Linked DNA regions of Hordeum vulgare: region 2 is linked to region 1. A link is a contact called in public Hi-C data. All regions are on one chromosome and are shown on one strand. The core of a region is the stretch at or near the end of the contact, and the rest is flanking DNA. Distances in the headings are between cores, read along the strand shown.

Region 1 (6,659 bases), core at 1,021-3,520:
GCCAGAAATATCACGTGTCTTACAAGTGTTGATTCCTTCCTTCCGATGGTCTCAGTAGCATGTTTAATTATATATTACTTTTATACAATATTATACAAGTAAATACATCCGTAATAGAGGAAACTGGATCTCTTGGGTTCAGGTGCTACCTTTGAAAGCAAGAATTTGATAGCCATTATGAAGATAGCCCATGAAAAGGTTCTCGATATGTTAGGTCAATTTGAATTATCAGTATAGAAATCTTGTAATAAAATAGCTTGACATGTATTTTCATCAAGCTATAAGAGGAAAACATATGGATGATAATGAACAGAACCATACACGACCTAACATGACTCTAAAGAGCAGATATTAAAAATCAGGTGAAAAAATGAAGGCCTCTGTTGTTTGCAATAATTAATTGATTATTAGCATGAGATTTTGAAAACATTCACTCACCTCTAGAAGGACATAGAAGATAGATAAACTATATCAGTATTTTGGTGTGCCTTTCAAGCAGCTTCAGTGCTACAAAAGATATGTCATGGTAGCAATCTGCTACCATAATAATCTCCCTGTCGAAAATAAGTACTGCGTTCCTATTTAATCAAATAATGGGCACACGTTTTTGTAATAGAAATATAGCACAACCTCATTGACTGCCCCTAGTAGTCCATATTCTACTGATGTTACAACTTACAAGCACGAATTCCACTTTGTCTGGCAAAAAAACACCACTCAACAATTAAAAGAACATAATGACCAATATTGTGTTTAAATGGGCTACAGTGACCGCAGTTCATTTTTTTAAATAATTACACGAACATTATCTTAAATAAGTTAATATATTTGTATGTATAATATTTTTTATGTACTCTTACAAAATACTATGAAAAAAAAACATGTGACAGGTCATTTAAGGCATATGTTTGTGCTTGTCTATAGGTCATTACGGATAGAAATCCCATTTATACAACAAGTGATACATGATGTGGTAGCTACCCTGTTCGTGCTGGCATTTAAGGTCGCGTGTTCGAACCTGGGCAGTCCTTAATTTTGCGTCCTCATTTCCCTTTGTTTGTATTGTGCCCTGACGGGTGGGACCCAATTGACATAGTCACGTTTCAGCGTTTTTTAAGAAAAAATTGAGAGGCTTTCTATGAGAAAAAGTAAAATAGCACGATGCTTTTCGCAAAAAGTAGGCCACACGGCCCTCCCCGCCTTCCGATCACTAACATTAGGTCCCATGCCATGTTGGCATTCCTTGTCAACACTTTATATGTATACAAAATGTGATTAGCATCTTAGATGCACGATCAAATCATTTTTTATCACTGATTCAATGTATGTTGCAAGTTTTAGCATTAAACTGTTTTTTTGTCAAGTTCAAACGCCTGTGGTGTAATTGAGTCTAAAAAGACACTGAAACAACCCAGTCTAAGACACATGCATGGCAGGGTGAGAAAAACAAAAATGCTAGACATATAAAAAGTTACATAAGGTTACATGCTGACTATGATTCTTTCTTTCTAAGTAACCACTCCCCCTCTGATTTTTAAGGGGGGTGGGGCCCTCATTCTTCTGAATCTCCAATCAAAATCCACCTCTTTGTAAAATCCATATAATGTGTAGCATTGCTGCGAGAAAAAGGGCCTACAGCCGACGCAGACAAGGAGCACATCACAAACAACGACCGTGGCATGTGCAAAAAGACTAGCAACGGAAAAACGGATTTCGCTGGAGCTAGCGTGGAGCACAAATATTAGATCATGTGGTAGGATGTTAGATATGACATAATTAATTTTCATCTAAATGTGAATTAGTAAATCCGAACAAACATATATGAAGTCCCGAAAGTCCACCCCACGCCGGACGCCACGTTCTCTCCTAGGTCGCCTTGCGCCCAAAGCTCGGCTCCCCGGAGACAAAGACAAGAGGCAAACCACACCGCATCACGTTGCCCTGCTGCTTTCCCCGTAGTTTTTGGTTGATCGCCTGGCGCTGGCCCTTGTTTGTTGCTACCCTGGATGATGGATACAGTGCGTCCAAACCGGATAGGCTCCGTAGTCGCTAGCTCCTGGATCGCGTTCTGCTGGGTTCGGAAACGGTCGAACGAGACCAAAAGCGTCGGCCTCGTGACGGAGACACGAGCTAGCAGGTGGCGCCGGTGACGGAATTCAAGGCCGCGCGCAGCTGCCTTCGATGCGTCCAAGCACAAAACCTTGCTCCGCGACAAGGCGTGGTGGCTGTTGTCCGCTTGTTCCCACACCCCTTTCTCATGTCCCGATCCCTATCTATCTGCGTCCCCATGGATGCACCTTTGCAAGGTTGCTACCATGCCACGGGCCGTGCTTTCTCCCTCGATCTCTGTCGTGTTTGTTCGTACGCTTCTTTCGTCCTCTTTCATTGCAAGCGATGAGTCCAAATTTAATTGTTTTGGATGCTCTTGGAGCTGTTTCTGTCACGAGTTAAAAGCCGGTCCCGTCTGCTCCCCATCACCCGTATATATGCACTTAACTTGAAGTGCACCTGTGGCAAACTGCCAAAAGGAACCCAAATCATTATTGACCGTACACACCAGCACTATGGTATCTAGCAGGACTTAGGCTACGAGCCGTTGCTGCACTATGGTATGCACTATGCAGTGCAGCAGCAACAAAAACAAAATGTGGTTTTTCTCTCGAATTCTTGATCAACTTGCGTTCCAAGTCCCCTCCTTTCTCGTCATGTAGCAATGCTTAAAGAAACAGGGTCGCTATAACGTCTATACGTGTGATGGTAGCAAGAATATTCCACATGTTTAATGATTATAGATTGCGTCACGTCAATACATGCATGCATAAGTGGCAAAACTGATGATGTTAAAAGGAATCTTTTGTATTTTTAGTTTTTTTAAGTGTTTTATCTTTTAAATAAAAAATCATATTGAAAAACCGTTTTCATCTTCAAATCAGTCGTGACGAGATCTTTGAAACTAGATCTGATATTGATATGTTTCGACGACTTATTTTTGGTTTAAAAATTGTCATGTCTATTGCACATAAATTTTCATCATGATTACACTAAAGTTGCCATGATATATTTCAATTACTTTTTTTATGTTTAAAATAAACTTTGACGTGTTATAAAACAGGAAATTAACAAACTAAACTTGTCATAATGAATTACTAAAATTTGGCATGATCCATGAAATAATTGTGACATGGTTCATAAGTAAAAAAGAAATATGTTGCCAGTAATTTTAAAAATGCATGATCACTCGCTCAAATTTGCCATGAACCCTAAACTAAAACTGCCATGGTGAATTACTTAAATTTGCCATGATACATGCACTAAAATTTGCCATTGTACATACAAAAAAATGTTTTTCATGTTCAAAATACTAGATTTGTTATGGTCAAAATACAAAAAATTTCATGGTAAATTACTTAAATTTGCCATGATACATGCACTAAAATTTGCCGTGGTACTTACAAAAAAATGTTTTTCATGTTCAAAATACTAGATTTGTTATGGACAAAATACTAAAATTGTCATGGTAAACTCGATTTGCCATGATGATTTACCAAAAGTAACCATGATCCATGAATTAAATGTGTCGTGATTAATTACTAAAATTTGCCATGACCAATTAATAAAAATTGTCGTGAAAAGTAGTTGAAATACAATGGTAACTTGAAATCTATAAAAAACGAGATGAAATATGTCGTGGCAATTTTATTGAAAACCCTATGACAACTTCAGTATAAACATGTGGCAACTTGTAGCCCCTAAAAAAGTCATCAAAACCTATTAATATGGGATTTACTTTTAAAGATCTCGTCAGGACGGATTTAATGATGAAAACGTTGTTTAATTGGATTTTTGTTTAAGAGATAAAACATTTTTAAGTCTAAAAACCAAAAAAATTATGTTGATATCATATGTTTGTTGTGTCAATATGAATGATTACAAATGTGTATGAACCATATTGTCTCCTGTCGCACGTGTGAACGTCATCATTTAGGAAGAAACAACAACAAAATCTGTGTGTCACTTTCATGAATCAAATACATTTAGCATACACTAAGTGCATTACATGCGTATCGGACCGTTTTTTAGAGCATTTCTAGCAGACCCCGTAAACTGGTCAAACCCGTAAAAAATGAGGTGTATACAATTTCGGTCAGAAAAACAGCACGGAGCAGACCCCATAAAACTTGTTCGGCCTTAAAATTTTTAAGGGACACGGTAAATTCATCCGTGAAAATCTTATATGCACAGTTTCGAATGCAATATACAGTTCAACCCATAGACTGGCCAAACCTCGTCGGAGGAGACGCGTCGCAGCGGAACTAGCCGGAATGTACTGGAACTCACCGGAATCCATCGCCGCACACCGAAAGAAACCGCTGCATGCCGGAAATTGCCACCGTCGGTCTGAATTGCGGTCGGTTCGACCTCCACCGCCGAGGTGAGGCCGTCCACGGGTAGGGCGGAACAGGCCACCGGCAGCCTGAATCAGGGTGGGGCGGCACCGGAAAAGAGTGAGGCGAGGGCGGGGGAGCTCATGCGGCCACGTCGGGGAATACGCGTGCGGCGGCGGGCAATGTCGGGCTTAAATAGGGGGCGGGCGGGCCGGCTAGGGAGCGTGTGGTCGAGGCGGACGACGCAGGGCTCCTCCACTCCATGCGTGGCCCGGAACGGGCGGTGCCACGACGAGGCAAGGGTGAGGCGGGCGGCGGCGGGGCGAGCCGGGGCGCCGGGGCGAGGCACGCCGTGGTCGGAGACGGCTTGCTGGGATGGGAGGACAAAAAACGAGCTACAGTTTTATTTATAGAGTCTGCTATGTTTGAGGCAATTTCGTACCGTAAAACAGTTTACGGTGTCATGTGTTTTTAAGGATCGATTTTTATGATGAGTGCTAGAGATGCTTTAAGCACCCACCTGATGTCGATCTTTATTCAGATTTGCGCAATGATCACCTCTTAGCCATCAATCACCCGTGTCGCTGCCCGTCGAGTCGCATCGCGCGCAACAAACATGACACATACATATACGGACTAGCATCTCTTTGCTGTCGCCTGTCGGTGTGCTGGTGTGGCGACACACGGACGGTTAAACGGCTCTATCTACCACAGATATTTGTGCTTGGTTTGCAGCCGATCGTGACACCAAACACGATAAGGCTTTTAAGTTGGATCACGCACGTGTTTGATCGTCACATAGATATAAGCAAATGCATCTGACCAGGATGCATGGCTGGGCATGTTAGGGGGTGTTTCTAGGGTTTTTTTTCTATAGGGACTAAAAAAAAGTCTCTTTTAATCCATGTGAAAGAAAACATGAGTGACTTTTAGGTACTAAAGGAAGGTATTTGGGACTAAAGTAAGAAGTTTCTATGGAAGGGTCTTTTTGAGCTTTTTGACACTTTTTTCAACAGTGTCCCTACTTTTAGCATGTCATTTAATAACTTCTAGTACATTATTAAGGGTATCATGATCTTTTTGCATGCCATTTAATAACCTCTAGTCCCTGTTTAGTCCATCGACATAAACGGGTAGGGACTAAGGACTTTTTATTTGTGACTAAAAAAATTCCTAGGACTTTTAAAAAACAGGGCCTTAGCTTCTTTTGAAACGCGGTCCCCTAGGACAAATTCATTAAAAAGATTGAAAAGAATTGGCCGGTTAATTAAGAACAATCGGAACAAAAATTGTTACATGTAGAGAAGGCACCCGGACGACATAGCACCCAGAAGACACGGTTGAGGTTGCCTGTAAAGTCATGGTCATCACCTCTCCGACTTCATTACTAGAAGAAAAACTATAGGACGTCATTTAATAGTGGCATGGGGTAAGAGGACCGCATCGCTACTACTTAGTAATAGTGTGCGCAACATATCTCGAGCTATTACTAAGTTGATAGTAGTATCGCGGGATATAAATCTTGCGATGTCACTAACTAGTCCATATCATGTACCTTGGGACATTGCCAGAATACTACTGTGGGGTAAAAAAAACCGAGCTGTTATTAAATTGATAGTAGTAGCCCAGGGTACAAACCCGTGCTGCTACTAAGCGATTTGCAGGATGGCCTCTTGGACAGGACATGTCATAGTAGTAACGCGGGGTATAAACCTCAGACGGCCACTAAGTAAAGATTATTTTAACAGCCCTCAAATTCTCATCTCCTCCCTCGAATCCCTTCTCTCTCCCATCCCTCTCCTCCCTATTTTCATAGGCTCTCCATAGTGCTCAAGCCCTTGTGTGCCTCCTCCTCCATGGCGCCTAATGAGTCTACCGCCTCGCGTGTCTAGGTGCTCGCAGGCCTTCCCCCACGCCTCCTTGCCACAAAGCTAGAGCACCTCACCATGGTGACCACCCCTGATGCTCCTTCATCTCCTCCCTCTCTCCGTCGTTTCTGTTTTGTCCTCTCTCCATCTAGTTTGACTCACCCTCCCAAGTCCATGACTGTGGAGGTCGGCGTCATGGATGACCATCAGCTCTCCGGCTTGGCCACAAAGTGGAGTCCCACACTATGAATCTGGTCCCTCTCCAACACCCACCACCGGATGTGTTCTACCGCTTCCCGTTCGCGCCTTCGACGACACTGAATCGAACCATTTTCCATAATTAACAGCGCACACGGGATCAATTTTTTATAAAATAAATAGTAGTAGTAGCGTGGGTCAGAGACAC
Region 2 (7,253 bases), core at 2,628-5,127, 43 kb before region 1:
GCCGCACCACTGCCGTCGCCCACCACCCACCAGCGCCACCCAGCCCCAAGGTTCCCAAAGCGGCGCCTTTAAGAAGGGAACGGCACCGTGAGCGCCGCCGCCGCCCAACAAAGTTAAGACTTTCGCCCGGGAGTCCTAGGGGAAGGGGAAGTGAGGGGATCAGTCCATACCGACGCCTCCAAGGAAGGGAACGGCGCCCTCAGGCGTCGCCATCGACGCGGCCGGCCATGGCCGACCAGGGATTTCGTCCGAACTAGATCCCCACCACCAGCAGCACCTCTTGTACAAAACCGGCAATCCAAGAAAGCGCGGCCCAACCAGGCTGCCCCGCACGCCGAACAGGGGAGGAGGGGAGAGGCGCCAGATCGCGCGCACCGGCCACCGCAAAAGCCGCCGCAGGACGCCAACGACCACCGGATCTCGCCGCCCGCGCGGCCGAGACGCCGGATCCACCTCCCGCACGGCTGCTAGCCTGCCGTGCCTCGCCAATGGAGCCGCCGCTCCAGATCCGGGTCTCCGCATGCAGATGCAGGGCAGCCTAGGCCCCGCCGCCACCATCCTTGGCGCTTGCCCGGCGGCTGCCTCAGGTGACGACGAGGAAGGGAGGGGGAGGGGGAGGGGGAGGCGGCTAGGGTTGGGAGGGAGGGAGAGAGACGTGGTGTATGAGATGTTAGATTTGAGGGTATGCGTTTTTTACTCATTTGATCATCTGTATTTATTTCAGAATTCACGCTGACACACGTTGACGAGTTCATTGATGAGCTCCTGACCAAGGGCTATAGCTGGGGTATCCCTATAGCTGCGACACTGCCCTCCCCCGCATTCAGAAAAGGTCTGATCCTGTCCCGATCTCTGCCGTGCAATTGAAATTTATCTTGTTTGCCACACCTGTATCTACACTGTCCTCTGCTGCTGCTCAATTTCTCTGATGTTCTGAGATTAGCCACATCTTAAAAGGATACCTTTTGAGATTTTAGTTAATAATTGTTCTCTTCTAGTAAACACATAGTTGTCATGTATGTTCAGTAATATGTTTTTGCTTTAGAGATATTTTCTTTTGACTACTGGTCAATAATCTTAAATACATGTTTGCCTCTTGATGTGCTCCAGATGCCTCGCATTTTTATGGTTCTTTTCGTCAGATGGGTCCTTAAAACTTCTGGAACTCTAGAATCAAGAAGAAGTGCGCTTGAAGATGATTTTGAGGAAGAGGAGGAAGATAAGGAGGATGGAGCGCCCATGGAAGTAGATGAGCCTAACACTCGTGAAAAAGTGAGCATACTTGCTAAATGATCTTCATTGATTCACCTTTTTATAAAATAAAAGGTTCCTCTAATTCTAAAAAATGTTCACATGCTTAAAAAATCATAATTATAAAATACCCATTCTCTTTTAAGAAGTCCATGTGATTTAAAGTGTTCATGAATTTGAAAAATATTCACGATTCCAAATATATTCACGAGTTTAAAAAATATTCATGATTTCGTGGAATTGAGAATGATAGTGTATCTCGGTGACGCAGCAAAATGTGATCATGATCATTGGATATTATGAAAAAAAAATCTTCCGTTGCAACACACGGGCCCTTTTGCTAGTAACACCAATATAGTACAGGCAGTCATCGATGGAAAATTTTCCTCACATAAATATGAGTTGATTAAGGGATAATACAAAATCACACTGCAAAAGACTCATCAAATAACCGCATTATAAATTAACATAGAACACACTCCACCAACTCCCTCACTCACCAAACCAAATATTCAATCAGTTACAAAATATAAGGGGTATTAGAGTTTGGAAAGTCAAATTTCTTTAACTTTGAGGATTCAGATCCAAAGATATCGATATCCCCAATATTAGACGAAAAATATGAAAATTCATTACATGATCAATCTAACGACACCGATTTGATCCTACGGATTTTAATATATTTCTCCAAATTTGATTAGAATTAAAGAGGTTTTAATATTTTTTAAAAGTAATACATCTTATATTTAAAACAGAGTGAATACATTTTTTTTAATAATCCTAACAATACTAACGGCGCAGCAAAGCACGCCCAACACTTCTATTATGCATTAATCCGGACCAAAACAGGGAGTCACGCCATGAACAGACATGGCAAATCCAAGCATTCTCTTTTTTTTGCGCGTGAAACTTTCAATCCATCAATCTTGGTAGTACAAAGATATATACTGGAGATAAAAAATTGCAATCAGGCTCACGGACTAACTAGCGACAACTACAAGCACCGGTGTGATTCACCGGAGCCAAGAAAACCTTGTTGTAGTAGCCAATAAGAAATTTATTGTGCTAAGGCCCTATAGGACCAGCACACCACAATAACAACCATAACTGATGAAGAAAGACGTAGATCAGAAGGATCGAACGTGTAAACTCCCAAACGAAGAAAGACGGAGACCGGATCCCAACAAACCCATGGAAGACCAGCAACGACCGAATTGTGCAAAATCCGACAAAAACACACCCCCACACGCCCCTTGATGACGCTAGGCGCACCATCGAAACGGGGATAAAAGAGACATCATTCCTATTATGGGACAGTGTCGCCGCCACCCAGCCCTAACAAAGACATCGAATCAAACAAGAACGAAAGCATGGTCCCTCCCGCCGGTGGGGGCCCGAGATCCTCTGCACCTCGATGACCCAAAGGCCATCGCAGATGGGGCGGACTAGCGGCTGCGTCGACAGGAGGAGAAGGAAGGACTAAAGTCTTTTCATTCATGCATTCATGAAGCTTATGTAGACTGCACATTCATTCTACATTTGCTTGTCGTATCGTCATTCGTCCGTAGGGATTCATTTTTTACGTCTATAAACACTCAGTAGATTTGTCCAGTGTTATCACTAGAGTACATAGCTTAATAGATCGTGCTAAAATATACTTCCTCTATTTAGAATTACTTGTTGTAGAATAAATATATCTAGATGTATTTTTAATTCTAAATACATCCATTTATATCCATTTTCACGACCAGTAATTCAGGACGGAGTGAGTATACATTAATCTGTTCAGAATTACTTGTTGTAGAATAAATATATCTAGATGTATTTTTAATTCTAAATAAATCCATTTATATTCATTTTCACGACCAATAATTCAGGACGGAGGGAGTATACATTAATCTGAACGGGAATGCAAATTATGAACACACATGGCACATACATGCATGGATGCAGTAAGCTTGATCAAAACAAACACGAGCCTGATTCCTCATCGTCTCCCTCTCTCCTGATCAAACTTTTGTTCTCACTCTGTTGTGAGTCTTCCGAAGAGTGCACCTTAACTTACTCTCAGAGAATATCTTGGCCCCAGGACAACGTGCGCTTCTGTATCCAGGTTCTACAAAACTTCATACCGTCATCCGCCCGTAAGCAAACACATTTTTATTATTACATTTTATTTCAGTCCAACAAACAAGAACCTGAAGAATAGTTGTGCACACCTGCGGTTATTGTGTATACAGAACACCTGTATTTGTTGATCCTGAAGAGGTAGGTATGCGAAAACACTGCAGAGGTTGGTGCACGGGAGGGACTTGTATACAAAAGGAGATCCTGAAGAATCGCACGCCATGCCGCTTTGGCGCATGTTGCCAAACACAAACCAGGCCCTCCCGTTCAACTCTCAAGACAGGCATCAGGCTTGTCTTTCGCAGTTGGCACCGCACTTGCGCTGGGGCATATCATCAGTCAGGACAGGTCTGCCTGCAACCATACGTACAAAGAGCCTCAATGTCCAGCCCACGCGGCCACGACCTCACCTGCTTTTCCTCGCCTCCCATGCTCCCGGGAGACGAAGACAAGATGCAAATCACCTCGCATCGCCTCGCCCTGTTGTTTTCCCCGTGGATTTTGGCTGGGCGCTAGCGCTGGCCATTGTTCCTATCCTCGATTGGGTCCAGGGGTCGCTAGCGTTGCGATGGCGTTTTGTTGGGGTTCCGAAACCAACCCAAGCGCAGGTGGTGGCCGCACGCGACGGAGACACGAGCAGGTGGTGCCGATGACGGAATTGAAGGACGCCTGCGATGCGTCCAAGAAGACACCCGCAAGCCGACGCACAAAAACGCTGTTCGCCAGAAGGCAGCGACCAAGCATGCATTTGGTTTTGTTGCCTCGTTTTCCTGACTTTTGTTTGTTTGTTAGGAGCTCTTTGTACTCTTCTCTCGTCTATAGACAGGTTGGAGTGTGAGGGCAGCGATAAGTTCAAATTTATTTGGGTTTGGACTTATACATGTATGATGCTACTCTCTGTGTGTACGTTTCTGCAAAATTGTGGTATACGCTGCATTTTGTGCGTCCGGCTGAATACTACTCCGTGTTTTATCCGGGCCTGTTGATCAACCCGCTTGTTCTGTTCCCTTCTCTTCTCGTCAGCTAGCAATACACAGAAAAGTCTATGTCGCTCTCCTGAATCACAATGTAACTACTACCTCTGTACCAATTTGAAATGCGAAAACGTATCATGTTTTGATACAGAGGTAGTACTACATTAATCGGCAAGTCCAACCATCAATACATACATATATATTATGTTGGTTTCCTGTCACGGGGTGTCGCCACTATCTTCGTACTCTGAATCAGGCTGACCACCGTTTCAGAAGTTGGTTTAAATCTTTCTACATCCCAAGCTACCAACCATAAGATAAGATCGTTGGTTTGTTTGACTGGGGACTAATTTTTACCAAGCGAAAGTGTGGCAAGTCATCAAAGCACGGCTGGAAAATTGAATGACAAACTTTGATAAAAGTTGGCAAAAAAATGACTATGACAAATGAAGCACAAGGACAATAAAGTGTGGCAAGCCAAACTATGATAAAAACCAAACGCATGTTTACTAAACTGTGACTGTCAGAGTTGGGAAAGTGATCGAAAACCAAACATCTCCATATGTACTACTCCGATGTTTCATTGAGACAAATAACTGAAAATGTCAAGCCACCAAACTTGAAACATGGTAGCTACGAATCATGTTTTTTTTCATTGTCCTGTCCCCAACGTGAAACCCAAGGCCGGCATTGGTTTCAACAAAATGTTCTGCCTACCTGCACAGGGACAAGATTGCGAAATCAGACACCTCACTGGAGCTAGGCTTTCTTGATGAATTGGCTGAACGCAAGGCTTCATCCCGTGTTAAGGACATCTCCAACACCGACTCTCGAACCTTCCGTAACTGTTTGGATCGTGTTATTCATACCACTGAAGACATCCAACGTAATCCAGTATCGGTCAACAGAGCGGTCCGAACGCAATTTTTTTCACAAACCGTGGACAGACATGAAGGGCTTTGCGGGAGCCCACACACGAGAAACATCGCTACCTACTCCCTCCTAGCCCCGTCAAAAGGAAGGCCGAGTCCATGCTTTTGTAGCATCAAACACTGTTTCCGCGCTAATATCTCTCATTTCTCTTCTTCCACTTCTGGCCGCTCTCCGCCTACTTTCGGCTCTTTTTTCCTGTCCTCTCCTTCCTTCCACCGTCAACCGTCGGAGAACCTCCCGTATAGGGTTCATGTTTTTATCTAGTTTTTTAGTTAAACGGTCGAAATATCAACCTTTTTATGTAAATTATATCCGTGCTTGAATGAAATCCGTCCGGTTTGATCGAATTTTATCTGGTTGATTTGAATTATTGGCCCGATGTATACAGCTAGCGTTGGATGTCGTCCTTCTCCATCCGCGTCCATGAACTGCTCTCCCTGTCCGCGGACAGATGCAAGACGAAATTTGTAGGTTGTCATTGAAGATGTCCTAACAAACAAACGCAAGACCAAGAAAAAGACTGAATGTATCAAACAGTTCAGAGCTACCCGCAACATGCAGACAGTATGAACTCATTTGATCGTGGAAAGGTTAGCCGCCATTTTGCTATGCGAAACTTATTGTTTGGACTTTAGCCAAGGCCTGCATGTTTTATCCTACTGTGTGTTGTTTAAGCTTTGACGATCAACTACTCTAACTAGTCATGTTTCAATACAAAATCGTGCCACGGCCGGCTAGCTAGATACATACTCCCTCCGTAAACAAATATAAAAGCGTTTAGATCACTAAAATAGTGATCTAAACACTCTTATATTTCTTTACAGATGGAGTACTAATATATTTGGTAAGCTGGGGCTGCTTGCAACGCCTAACCAGAAACTTATTGTATGCCCAATGTATGATTATCTGAAATCTGGAAATTCCTTGTAAATCCAACTAGTAAAAACATTGTGTTTCACAGTCTTGTAGTCTTTTCATTCAGTCCCCATCCACATTTTTTTCCTGAGAAACCCATGTGGGTGTCCGTCTGATGGCATCCGCACCCAACGAACTTCTTTACGGAAATTTTTTCAATCTATTCATTCACAATTATGATAGTACAACGAAAATAAAAAAATAATAAAAATTACAGTTAGATCCTTAAACAACCTAGGGACGACTACAAGCACTGAAGCGAGCCGAAGACGCGTCGTCGTCATCGCCCCTCCACTATCGGAGTCGGACACAACTTATTTAGTAACAGTCGGGAAATCGTCGTGCTAAGGCCCGTAGGACCAGCGCACCAAAACATCAACCGTCACAGATGAAGAATAACATAGATCAGAAGGATCCCCCCGAAGACACACGAACACAAACAAACAACGGCGAAATCCGAATAAATTCATCAAAGATAAATCCACCGACGACACACCTCCACACATCCATCAATGATGCTAGACGCACCGCCGAAACGGGGGCTAAATGAAGAGACCTTTATTTCATCTTTAGGAAGCCGCCCCGTCTCGTCTTCCTGAAAAGGACACAAACCCAAACAAAATCAAAAGTAACACCTAAAAACGAAGCCATCCCGCCGGCATTTGCCGTGATCCACCGCGCCACGCACTTGACATACACGCACACATATATCCTTGTTATCACACGAAGACGGTGTGCTGGTGTAGGGACACACTCGTGTCAATCAGCAGCATCTACTACAGAAGTTTCTGCTTGCTTCCAGTTGATCCTCCAGCAAACACGACGGCTTTTGAGAATTGGTCTAATGCACTTTGTTAGAACCACACTACTTCTGTTACTCAATTATTTTTCCACTGTTGATCATTTGCATCCATAGTTGTTTTGGTTGAACTAACACTGAGTACGGCCTGCTCAATGCACGTAGTACGACCATTGCTGCAAGGTTGGGCAGTTAATTATGCAGAATCGATCGCCCACGCCCGCTCGTCAAACCTGTACAAAAATGAGCCACCT

What was found. Hi-C and Micro-C count contacts between places; a contact is called where the count stands out from the background.
Region 2: a contact with region 1 is called in a Hi-C map of leaf, with 2.2 times the contacts expected there. The contact joins two enhancer-like sites. A contact is called at or near these places in 3 of 6 Hi-C or Micro-C datasets (leaf and seedling).

The regions. Positions count from the first base shown.
Region 1 is chr3H:595,340,527-595,347,185 of MorexV3_pseudomolecules_assembly, reverse strand. No RefSeq gene overlaps it. Among protein-coding and RNA genes, the nearest start is that of LOC123445479, 98 kb to the right of the region's middle. Within about 2 kb of position 2,270, at least 3 of the 3 cell types and tissues checked have open chromatin away from gene starts, as enhancers often do. A contact at or near this core is called in leaf and seedling, where this site is marked.
Region 2 is chr3H:595,384,400-595,391,652 of MorexV3_pseudomolecules_assembly, reverse strand. It overlaps the pseudogene LOC123442168. Among protein-coding and RNA genes, the nearest start is that of LOC123440929, 70 kb to the left of the region's middle. Within about 2 kb of position 3,877, at least 3 of the 3 cell types and tissues checked have open chromatin away from gene starts, as enhancers often do. A contact at or near this core is called in leaf and seedling, where this site is marked.